Regions from separate parts of the Mus musculus genome. Here region 1 is linked to region 2. A link is a contact called in public targeted proximity ligation data. All regions are on one chromosome and are shown on one strand. The core of a region is the stretch at or near the end of the contact, and the rest is flanking DNA. Distances in the headings are between cores, read along the strand shown. Region 1 holds the start of Gpha2 (glycoprotein hormone alpha 2). Region 2 holds the start of Cdc42ep2 (CDC42 effector protein (Rho GTPase binding) 2).

What was found.
Region 1: a targeted proximity ligation map of pancreatic cancer cells shows a contact between it and region 2. A contact is called at or near these places in 8 of 39 promoter capture datasets (the C10 cell line, the HPC-7 cell line, the SN4741 cell line and 5 more), 4 of 484 Hi-C or Micro-C datasets (the AML12 cell line, liver and regulatory T cells), 11 of 130 datasets of targeted methods (the SCID.adh cell line, astrocytes, embryonic stem cells and 5 more) and 4 of 9 other capture datasets (adipose tissue, embryonic stem cells, liver and 1 more).

What each region holds. Positions count from the first base shown.
Region 1 is chr19:6,224,880-6,230,581 of GRCm38.p6, reverse strand. It overlaps Gpha2 (glycoprotein hormone alpha 2), which reads right to left and starts at 4,181. Exons shown (of 4, transcript NM_130453.3): 1 at 4,157-4,181; 2 at 3,695-3,804; 3 at 3,427-3,611; 4 at 2,814-3,081. The coding sequence starts at 3,794. The coding sequence ends at 2,980. Ppp2r5b (protein phosphatase 2, regulatory subunit B', beta) reads left to right here. Exons shown (of 14, transcript NM_198168.3): 9 at 27-80; 10 at 146-196; 11 at 307-426; 12 at 1,233-1,360; 13 at 1,539-1,640; 14 at 2,051-2,815. The coding sequence ends at 2,198.
Region 2 is chr19:5,922,621-5,928,365 of GRCm38.p6, reverse strand. Cdc42ep2 (CDC42 effector protein (Rho GTPase binding) 2) reads left to right here and starts at 3,550. Exons shown (of 2, transcript NM_026772.2): 1 at 3,550-3,602.

The DNA.
Region 1 (5,702 bases), core at 2,932-5,431, 300 kb before region 2:
TACTTCTTTCCACCCTGGCCCTGCAGCTGGCATACTGTGTGGTGCAGTTCCTGGAGAAGGATGCAACCTTGACAGAGCATGTGAGTACCTTGGAGGGAAGGTGGGACCCTCACTCTTCGGGTCTGACCCCTTCTCCCTCCTATAGGTTATCCGGGGGCTTCTCAAATACTGGCCTAAAACCTGCACCCAGAAGGAGGTATGAAGGGCTCTCACAACCCTGACAGTAGTGGGGAGGGCTCAGCTTCCAGAAGGCGAGCAGGTGTGTACTTTAGGGGAATGTGAGCTGCTGCCCTGCCCTCTCCCCAGGTGATGTTCCTGGGGGAGATGGAAGAGATTCTTGATGTCATCGAGCCCTCCCAGTTTGTGAAGATCCAGGAGCCCCTCTTCAAGCAGGTGGCTCGCTGTGTCTCCAGCCCCCATTTCCAGGTATGTGACAAAGGGAGGTGGGATCAGGGCAGGGGCACAGCTTGGCAAGGATTCTCAGTTACCCTAACAGAGCCCCTTCTCCTCTCAGCTTTTTTTCTAGCCCTAGGCCTGATAACAGGGAGATGATGGATGGCCTTGGGGTCCTGAGCCCTAGGGCCAGACTTTAGATATATATCTCACTGGTTCGAGCCTTGGAGCCTTGGGACTCACTTATCTAAGTCTAAGTGGATTTCCATGACTATAAAATGGGCCAATAGACCCTTCATGTTGACAGGAACAAGAGCTCATAGTTGTAAACACACCAGGGAAACTGACCCAAAGCCGGCTGCAGAATTGTCAGCCCCTCTCCTTCTTTCCTGGTAACGCCAGACTTCACCGGTCCCTACTTTCTGGCCAGAAGGTTTAGTTCCCCATGCTGTTCTATGCTCACTCCCATCCCTAGGAGCCATAACCTGGTGGAAGTTTGTTCTTCCTCATGATGGCTCTGGGATTTCACTTTAAAAACACCTGACAACAGCTGGCGGAGACGGGTGCTCTCACCCCACTCCCATAGCAGACAACCGAGGCCAAGAAGCTGAATGCCTCGCATGGCCACACACGTGCAGTGGGCTCTGGAGGAGTCAGGACTACCCGTCTGGAAAGCCAGGGCCTTTTCTCTCCTCCATTTGATTTCTCCAGTGGGTCAGATAAGCCCTCAGGATGGGGTGTGGAGGTTAGGGGATCTGGGTTCGAAGGTAAGGAGAAAAAACAGACTTTGCACACCCAAAAGCCACTACCAGGCCCTCTTTCCTGCCTCACCTGCCTAGGTTGCAGAGCGGGCTCTGTATTTCTGGAACAATGAGTACATCCTGAGCCTCATTGAGGACAACTGCCACACTGTGCTGCCTGCGGTATTTGGGACCCTCTACCAAGTGTCCAAGGAGCACTGGAATCAGTGAGTCCCCGAGCTTTCCTCCCCCTTGGAGATAACACCACAGCTAGTGCAGCCCCCGGGGCTCTCCTAGCTGTGAGCAAAAGTCGGCATGTCAGAGGGAGGTGAAAGCAGGGAGGAGAATGGGCAGTGCTCTGGGACCGGCTCGTGAATCTCCTCACACCTCTCTTTGCTATGTCAGAACCATCGTGTCCCTGATCTACAACGTGCTCAAGACTTTCATGGAGATGAACGGAAAGCTGTTTGACGAGCTCACAGCCTCCTACAAGCTGGAAAAACAACAGTGAGTACCGGGTGGGGGGCCCTGCCGCTGAGGACGGACAGAGTGGGGGGCTAGCTGCTGACGAGGGACAGAGAAGAGGGGATCAGGCACTCAGGCTGCAGGGAGAATGGAGAGGACCCATCCGGGTGTGCTCCGCCCATCCTGTGTCTGTCCTGTGTGAGTGCGCTGCCCATGGCACACCAGCCACTCTTTTCAGCACCCATGCCCACTGGCTGCCAGCTCCCCTGTACCGATCGATGCCTCAGTCAGGACAGCTCAGGACCCAGTTCTTCCTCTCCTTTCTCTCCTCACATCTTTTCTAAGCTGAGGGTTCCCATGGAGTCCTAATCACTTTACAGTGGGGTGACAGTGAAGGAGGTTAGACAGCTGGCAGCCAGAAGAGGAAGAGCTGCCTCACCCTCTCTCCCCAGGGAGCAGCAGAAGGCCCAGGAGCGGCAGGAGCTATGGCGAGGCTTGGAGGAACTGCGGCTACGCCGGCTACAGGGGACCCAAGGGGCCAAGGAAGCCCCCGTCCCACGGCCTACGCCCCAGGTGGCTGCCAGTGGGGGTCAGAGCTAGATACACCTAGAACAGGAGATGCTAAACCCAGAGCTATCAGCCCCTCCATCCCTCTGCCCAGGGGCCCAGTGAGGCCCACGCCTCCCCGTGGCCTTGCCGGAGTGGCTCTAGGACTCCCTACCAGCCCCGTGGGAACAGCTTTCACGGAGGGGGAAACAAGAAGGCAAGATGGTAGTCTTGGCAGCAGAACTCTCAGGCCTTTGTGGCAAGATTCTGGCAAGACTAGACCAGGGCAAGTATGCAACTGGGAAGCTGCCATCAGGGATCCTCCCCTGCCCTACACAGCCAGGCTCCAGGCGGCAGCTAGGCCTCTACCCCTGCTCCCAGCCTGGGGCATGGACACTCAGCGCCTGGCCAGGGCCTTCCTCATCCCCACCATGGGGGCACAGTCTATTTATTCTGCCCAGCTCACCCCCAACAAGACCTTGTCCAGGGACATTCTCCTATCCTCTCCCTGGCCCTGACTCCCTTATCCCCTTTTTATTTATTGGGCAGGGGGAGGGGTGAGGGCACAGGCAAGAAGATTCACATTGTCCTGGGGTGAGGGGGGAGGTCACAGTAATCATGGTCTGCCCCCTTCACCTGGCTGGGGGCAGATTTAATAAAGAGCGAAACTCAAGCATTGCTTGCTTTATTGAGGACAGGAGCGAAGGAGAATGTAGCAAGGAGACTGCTGAGAGGGCCAACCTCATCTTCACAGACGATAAAGAGGGTCAGAGCCCCGAGTTTGAGATACCCATGACATGTCAGTGGCAGGACCGGAGCCTGAGCCCTTCGGGGACTAGTAGCGGGAGAAACGGCACATATCACACTGGCAGGCCCTTGCAGTAAAGATCTCAAGCTCCCCACGCTGGTTCCCCACGCACTGCAGCCACACCCTCACCTGTTGGAGGAGGACCCAAGTTTGTTCCCATTCCACCCCACCCTCACGCCCCCATCAGGTTCGAACCCCTGGGTCCTCACCCTCACACCTGGTCAGGTTCGGGCCCCTGGGGGTCCCCACCCTTATGGCCCGGTCAGGTTCGGGCCCCTGGGGGACCCCACCCTTACACCCCGGTCAGGTTCGGGCCCCTGGGTCCCCACCCTCATACCTGGTCAGGTTCGGGCTCCTGGGTCCCCACCCTCACACCAGGTCAGGTTCGGACCCCTGGGTCCCCACCCTCACGCTCCATCAGGCTCAGGCCCCTGGGTCCCCACCCTCACGCTCCATCAGGCTCAGGCCCCTTACCTTTCTGAGGCTGCTGATGGTGCAGCACTGGGAGGAAGAGGTGATGTTGTGCCGATAGCCACTGGCCACCAGCACAGAGTACCGGGAAGGGAAAGCACTAGACTCACAGTGTCCTACACAGGCCTGTGCCACGTGGGAGCCCTGGCAAGTGCCGAGGCGATCACTGCGCACCGTCACATTGAAGGCTGGAAGCAGAGAAGGGAGCAGCCGGTGAAGGCCGTGCTGGCCGGGTTACCCGTCCATCCGCTCCCCAAGCAGAGTTACTCACGGTGCAAGTGGCAGCCTGGGATGGCTGTCTCTGGGCTATGCCCTTCAGTGACTGCCAGGCCCAGCAGGCAAAGGAGCAAGACTCGTGGTGCCATGGGCATCTGCAAAGGACTGGGTGGGAAGGGAAGTCTTTGAAGTTGTGCCTCTCCACCAGCAAGCCAGGCTTCTGGGTCTCCTTATTGGTGAGGTGTGCTGGGTAGTGGTCTTTATCATCTCTGCCTTTGGTAGGAATGTGTGTGTGTGGGGGGGGTTGCTTCCCTGCCTCAGCTACTCTGGAAGGGTGTGAATAGCCACTTATATGTCATCCTATGCATTCTCCCCTGGAATGTCCTCACCATCTGCGGTACATATCAATTTCCCCATCTATGTGCCACTTTGGCTACAAGGCCCTGGCCCACCACCCCACCCTCCCTGGCTCCACCCCTCCCTTCCTGGCCCCACCTCCTCAGCCTCAGCAGCTTACCAGTCCAACAGCAACTGAAGACTCCTGGTGCCTCCTGCTGGTCTCCAAACTGGAGCTGGCTCTCCAGGCTTTTATTTGCTGGTGTTTTAGAGCCCCGCCCTCCCAGATATCAGATTTCAGGCCCCTCCTAGCCTGAAGCCTCCGCACAGTCCCACCTGGAGATCAGGGTCTGTGGTTTCTTCAGAATGCAGTCTCCACTGACATTTCCCTTTCTCTTTAGGCTGTCTAGTGCTGAATACTAGAGGGAGTGAGGCAGGCCCAGGAGTGGCCCAGTGTGACCTGTGGGCAGCTGGATTTTCTTCATCCTCTGTGAGCCTAGGCAGGACTCTTGCCTGATCAGCCATTCTCTGTTGAAAAACTACTATGTCTTTTAGTGATTACAAAGGAATGGGGCTGAAAATCAACTTTTTTTTGTTTTGTTTTTGAGACAGGGTTTCTCTGTGTAGCCATGGCTGTCCTGGAACTCACTCTGTAGACCAGGCTGGCCTGCTCTACAGAAATCCGCCTGCCTCTGCCTCCCAAGTGCTGGGATTAAAAGCGTGCGCCACCACCACCCGGCTTTCAACTTTTTTTCTTAAAAGACCATCTCATACATCTCAGGGGCAACCTTGAGCTTGGTCTTCCTTCCTCCTCCTCCTAAGCCCTGGAGTCACAGGCAGGAGCCACCATATTCATGCAGTTCATGCTGTGCTGGGGTCGAGCCCAGGGCCTTATGAATGCTAAGGAGGGACTCCACCAGGGGAGTTACATCCCCAGTCCAAGAACAAGATTGTTTTGTTCAAGGGCACCTAAGCTGTGCTTGCTGGCAGACTAGGGGTAGGGCCATTTCGGTCTCCCAGAGTCCTGGGAGTGCTTCCTTATCATGTGGCTGGTTGCAGAGTAGAATTCTGAGCTAGAAAGTCTCCCTAGTCCCTGGAATAGCAGGGACCAGTCTACATTAAAAGCAGAGCTGGACTCCAACCTCTGGCTCTGTTGAGTCTAACTCTGCTTACAGAGGAAAGGCGCCCTACTAAAAGCCTCATTCACATATCATACTATGGATCCATGGTGCTAAGTTACACCTAGGACAAGAATGTGACAGGTTGAGGGCTGTGGGTGTGGTTCTGTGGCAGAGCGCTTGCCTGGAAGCTTAGGGTTCTGAGTTCCATGTATTTTTGGCACCATAAAACAAGCAAGCAAGCAATAACAAAGCCCTTAGTCAACATTAGCTGGAGGTTGAGTGAAGAAGCACCCAGACCAAGGTCTGTGGTGATTATAGGCAGCCCCGCTTAGACTACTCACCTGCTTAGAAGAGTGGGACAACCCACAGCTGCCAGAGCTCGAGGGCTCCTCAGAGCTTTCCAAATCCTACCTCTCACTTTCCAGATAATCAGAAGGGGTAGCAGAGGTTCTTATGTTAGCTGGTCCCAGTCAGCACAGGCACGCAGATCTCCAGGCTCCGGAGCTGTGTCCGTCAGCAGCAGTAGTCAGTGAAGTTATGCTCAGTCGGGATTATAGTACAAATGTAGTAAACAGGGTTTGGGAGAAACTGATATGCCCATGTCGC
Region 2 (5,745 bases), core at 2,301-4,800:
CCCTAGTTTTTCTCTATGACATCAGGCTAGCACTGATGCATCCTGTGGAACTGAGCATGAAGTACTGCCTGCCAACTGGAGATTAAGTACTGCCTGCCAACTGGAGATTAAGTACTGCCAGCCGTGCTGGCACACAGGGAGACAGAGGCAGGTGGACTCTGTGAGTTTGAGGCCAGCCTGGTTTAGGTTCCGAGTCAGTCAGGGTTACCATGTAGTTTAAAAAAAAAAAAAAAAAAAAAAGCAGCCTGGCATGGTGGTGCGCGCCTTTAATCCCAGCACTCAGGAGGCAGAGGCAGGTGGATTTTGAATTCAAGGCCAGCCTGGTCTACAGAGTGAGTTCCAGGACAGCCAGAGCTACACAGAAAAAAAAAAAAAAAAAAAAAAAGGCAGAAAAAGATTAAATTCTTAGCTTCCTTTATTTCATTTTCCATTGATACTGGAACAAATTAACACAAGCTTGCTTGGTGGTTTAATACAGTACATCTGGGCCAGAGAGACAGCTCAGTGCTTAAAATATTGCTCATGCCGAGCAGCTGGGTGTGATTCCCTGAACCCAGTGTCAAGCAGTTCACACCGCCTGTAATAAGGTCGTCCAGGTACCCTCAGAGGCTTCCCCCACACATCTCCACAGAGGCAGACGTATGCACGTAACTTAACAACAACAGAGGAGCCGTAGAGATTCTTTAGCATGTTATGTAGGTCAGTAGGCCAGTGAGGCTACAGTGAAGAAGGTGTTAGCATGGCTGTTGATTCTGTCTGTCGCTGTCTTCTCCTGCTGTTGGAAGGTCCAGAGGTCCTTGGCCCTCGAGCCTTCTTTCATCTCTAAGAGTAGCATGATGGTGTCTCTGGCTTGCCCTTTCCTTCCTTACACTTTACAAAATTGACTTATTTATTGGTGAGTGTTTAGGTCAGCGGAAAGCCTGTGGGAATGGTTCTCTCCTCCCACCATGTGCGTTCTGCGGCTCGTCAGACTTGGGGATAGCGAGTTTAGTTCATAGAGCGCTTATGGAGCAAGCGTGAAGCCCTGGGTTCTGTCCTGAGCACTGAATGGAACAGCCTGTGATGGTGCCTGTCCGGAATCCCAGCACTCAGAAGGGAAGCCGAACCCTTTCACCGGACCCCTCCCCCCTTTCCTCTTTTGACACAGGGTCTCATTATGCTGTATCCTGTCTGGCCTGGAACTCACTGTAGACCAGGCTGGTCTCAAACTTGAAATAGCTGCCGTGCCTCTGCCTTTCTGGTCACAGGCTCACTGCCAGGCGGCTTCAGATGCATCTTTCATTCTTTTGTTTTTATTTTTAAGGGCCCTTGTAATTAAGTCTGGCCTATTCAGGACATTTTTTTTTTTTTCCCGAGACAGGGTTTCTCTGTGTAGCCCTGGCTGTCCTGGAACTCACTCTGTAGACCAGGCTAACCTCAAACTCAGAAATTTGCCTGCCTCTGCCTCCCAAGTGCTGGGATTAAAGGCGTGCACCACCACTGCCCAGCCAGGACAATCTTTCTTCCTTTTCTTTCTTTTTTTTAAAAATTTATTATTATAAATAATTACACTGTAGTTGTCTTCAGACACACCAGAAGAGGGCGTCAGATCTCATTACAGATGGTTGTGAGACACCATGTGGTTGCTGGGATTTGAACTCAGAACCTCTGGAAGAGCAGGCAGTGCTCTTAACCACTGAGCTATCTCTCCAGCCCTTCCTTTTCTTTCTTTAAAAAAAAAAAATTACACTGAAGACAGAATCAGATTAATCCCTGTGAGTTCAAGGCCAGGCAGGGCTACATAGTGAGTTCCAGATTAGCCAAGGCTATGTAGAGAGACCTGCCCCCCCCAAAAAAAAGACTCTTAGCCTTCTTTCTTTCTTTCTTTCTTTCTTTCTTTTTTTTTTGGGGGGGGGGTTGTGTGTGTGGTGGAGCATGTGGAGATCAGAAAAGAACATTTAAAAGTTCGTTCCCCCTTCTTCCACCATGTAGGCCCTAGAAATCAAACTGAGGTTTTGAGGCTTGGTCACGAGCACCCTTACACAGAGTCTTCGCTCATAACGGTCTTCTTTTATTTTAGGGCTTGAATTTGCTACACAGCTGAGGAGAAACATTTTGAGCTCCTGATCCCCCTGCCTCCACCTTCTGAGTGCTGATGCCCCATCACATGCTGTTCAATCCAGTGCCCAGGGCTTCTCGGGGCTCTGTAAGCGCTCCACGAACTAGAGTACATGCCTAACCTGGGATAATCTCTCTGTTAAAGTCGGCTGAGCAGGCATGCGGCTCACATCTACAGACCCAGCTCTTTGGGAGGGCAAGGAAGGCGAGCTGCTTGAACCCAGGAGTTCAATCAATTATAATTTCTGGTAATTCCCTTTTCCCACATAACAAAATGGTCCCAGACGTTAAAACGTGGAGCTCTTGATCTAGTGGTGCATGCGTGTGAGTGTAAGATTATGTGAATGTGTGTGTGTGTGTGTGTGTGTGTGTGTGTATGTATGTGTGTGTGAGTGTGTGTATGTGTGTGACTTGGGATTAAACAGAAGGACTGACATACAGGGAATCTCACCGAGCTCCTCCGAGCTGTCCTCCTGGCCCAGAATATGGTCATCTTTAGGGAAGCATGACCCAGTCCTTCCCATTCTCCCCTCCCTTTTGGCTTGCCTGACATACTCCCCAGCCCCAGCATCCCTCCCTCCTATCCACACACCGCTTTCCACATCTGCTATCTGGAAGGCAAGCATCCCGATTTCCTCCTCCTATCACTGTCCTCTTCTTTGCCTCACTCCTCTTAGCACTCATCCACCCGGAAGGGGATCAGCCTGTGCCTGGAACCTCGAATTTCTTGAATCCTGACTCCTCAGCTTCCCTAACCACGAACAGACACTCAGAGAATTTACTCACAAAACGGCGCAATGAGAAGTTTCCCTCGGTTTGTCTCATCAGCTTTAGGACCTGTCCTTCAATAACTGTTTCTGATCCTGTTCTAAACCATCCACCTCAGAAACCACTTAGCAGGTCAGCAAACTCGTGCAAGTTCAGGCTGTGTCTGTCTCTGTTTTTCTCTGTGCTTTCCGACCCTGAATCTTTCTCGCATCCTTCATCACTCTCCTAGCCTAGGGTAAACTCTTCAAAACTCCCCTAGGTTTGTAAAACGCCTGCAAAGCCCAATTCATTCTTGAAGAGTCAGTGCGGGCGCCTCCCGGGTCCTCGTCCTTCCGTCAAGGAAACCCATCCAAGGATGGTCAGAGATTTCTCAAGAATTCTTTCTTCCGGCCTTTGTTGGCCCAGTGCTTCTAGCCTAAAGTTTTTATTCCAACACGAACAGCTGGCGTCCTCGTGTGTATCCACCCTTGTTACCCTTCGGTGATAGCCCTCAGCCGCCCGGAGGCTAAGCCTCTAGAATCTTGGAATCCAGCTCTTAGCCTTTACAGAAAGAAGAACCTGGGCGGTGCCGCGGTGGGCGGGGATGTGTGGGTGGGGGTTCGAGAGGAGCGGTCCGGGATTGGCTTCTGGCTCTGGGGGCGTGGCTTAGGCCCAAGGTCTGCACTGTAAGTTCCCAGGCCCTCCCTGGTCCTCTATCCTAGCCGCACAGCTCTGCAGCTTTGCCCGCGCTCCTCAAGGTGAGTTGGGACTGGGGTTTTACAGGCCTCCCGCAGCTCCCTGGAGAGTGCTAGCCAGGCGGTGTTCTGTTTTGGCTCAGATCAGGTCCATTATCTGGGGTCTGGATCCCCGCCCCCTACCCATGACCTCCCGCAGCGCTCAAGGCGCTGTGCTGTCAGTCTTGCAGCTCCGGGTTGTACTTCTATGCTGGCCAGAGACCTGGGACTAGGGAACATCCTCTCTTCGGCCCGTGTCCCTGCCTGGGCTGGAGGCCGTATTTTTAGCGGATGGTGAGGTGTCCTCCTATCTTTAGCTTTAGTGTTACTGAAATGGATCTGGGCCGCGCTGGGTAGCGCTTGACTGGGGATCTGGAGGGGTCGGCACAGGAACACAAGCCAGGGCTGAGCAGCCGGACTCCGGGGAGGGCGGGGGCCTGCACGTCCGAAGTCTGGCTGTGAGCCAAGCAGACATTGAGACTTCGCCCAGGCCAAGAAGCTCAGGCAAGGCAAGGCCCCTCCCAGATATCGGAGTCCCAGACAAGGTCCCCGATAATTGCAATTCTACCCTCACGGTGGTCCGATTGTGCAACCCAGAGAAAAAGGGCCTATGGGCGATCCACCTCGGGCACTGGAGCACGCAGTTCCTCGGTGGGCGTCTCCCTGGAGCGGGTATGCTCGGTGGGACCCTAGAACCCCGGGTTATAGCAGGGACGCGCGCGCCACCTAGCGACATTGTACTACAGAGAGATCGCTGCAGAAGCACCAGATTCTGAGCCAGCCCTGCCAGGGCTGGCAGGAGGGGACCTAGAAGGGTTTGGTTTTTGTTCTTGATGCAACCTCTACCTGGAAGAGCCGAAGTGCTTGAGAAAAGCCCTGAAGATATGTGCTGAATGTCCTTTGACGGTTACTGTGGATCCGTCTATTGTGCAGAGGCCTCTTGTTTCAAGTATAGCAGTGGGTCAGCTTATTTTAAAGACAGGGAAGGTGAGTTCAGTCCCAGAGAGAAAAGGTTCATTGCTCAAGGTCACAGAGGCCCAGGTGGAACTAGATTTCAAACCCTTCCCCTTGGGCTGCTGGCAAGACGGCTCAGCGGAAGTCTTTTGCTGAGCAAGCTTGGAGGTGAGCTCCTTTCCCGAAACACTCAGAGATGGACTCCACAAAGTATTCTGACTTCCACACACATTCCGCACACTACGTACACACTCGCGAACGCACTCACACACACACACACTCACATTAAAATACACTCAACAGTAACAATAAATAAAACTTTCTAGTTTTTTCTTTTTTTATTTTTAGAGGCAGTTTTTTTGTTTTTTGTTTTTTTAGTTTTTAGAAGTAAACAGATCTCTAAGTTCAGTTGGCCTGGTCTACGGAGTGAGTTCCAGGACCACCATAAACCTTCTCAGTGAGCCTTTAGAAAAGGGGCAGACCTAGAGCTGGGCCTGGTGGCACACTTTCTTGTTTTTTTTGGGGGGGGGGAGGGAGGGGTTGAGATTTGAATGTTTGACAGGGTCTCACTGTCCTGAACTCACTATGCAAACCAAGATGGACTCAATCTCCCAGAGATCTGCCTGCCTCTGCCTCCCAAAAGCACTTATCACCTGCCTGGCCAGCCCGTACGCTTTTAATCCCAGCACTTGGGAAGGGGAAGAAGGCAGATCTCTGTGAATTTGAGGCCAGCCTGGTCTACACAGTGAGACCCTGTATTTAAAAAAAAAGTGGTGTGCAGCGGGGAGTCCATTAATTTTGAAGTGTCTGTGTAGGGAGGGGAATTTTCATGAACATCCAGAGTGAACAGGGGCTAACTATTCTCCATGACCAGAGGTGATCTGCCTCTAGAAAGTCATTTTCTCTGAGGGAGGCCCAAGATTGCTGACCAGGGCAAGCCATAGAACTGGGATGGCTTTCATCTGTGCCTCCCATTAGCGGAGGAAGCTCCTCCTGGCAGCCTGGTCCTAGTCAGAGCTCTTTATAGAGCTGCACACTTGCAAGCTGGGGAAGTGGGAGCCAAGAGATAAGACTATATAGGGGAAGCCTGAAGACGTGATAGCTTCTCTCATGCTCCCCACCCCTATCACCGTGGGTATGGCCCCTTGCCTCGGAGACACGTGGACCAGCCTCGGTACCAGTGCCTTCTCTTGCTAGTCCGATGACCTTTGTA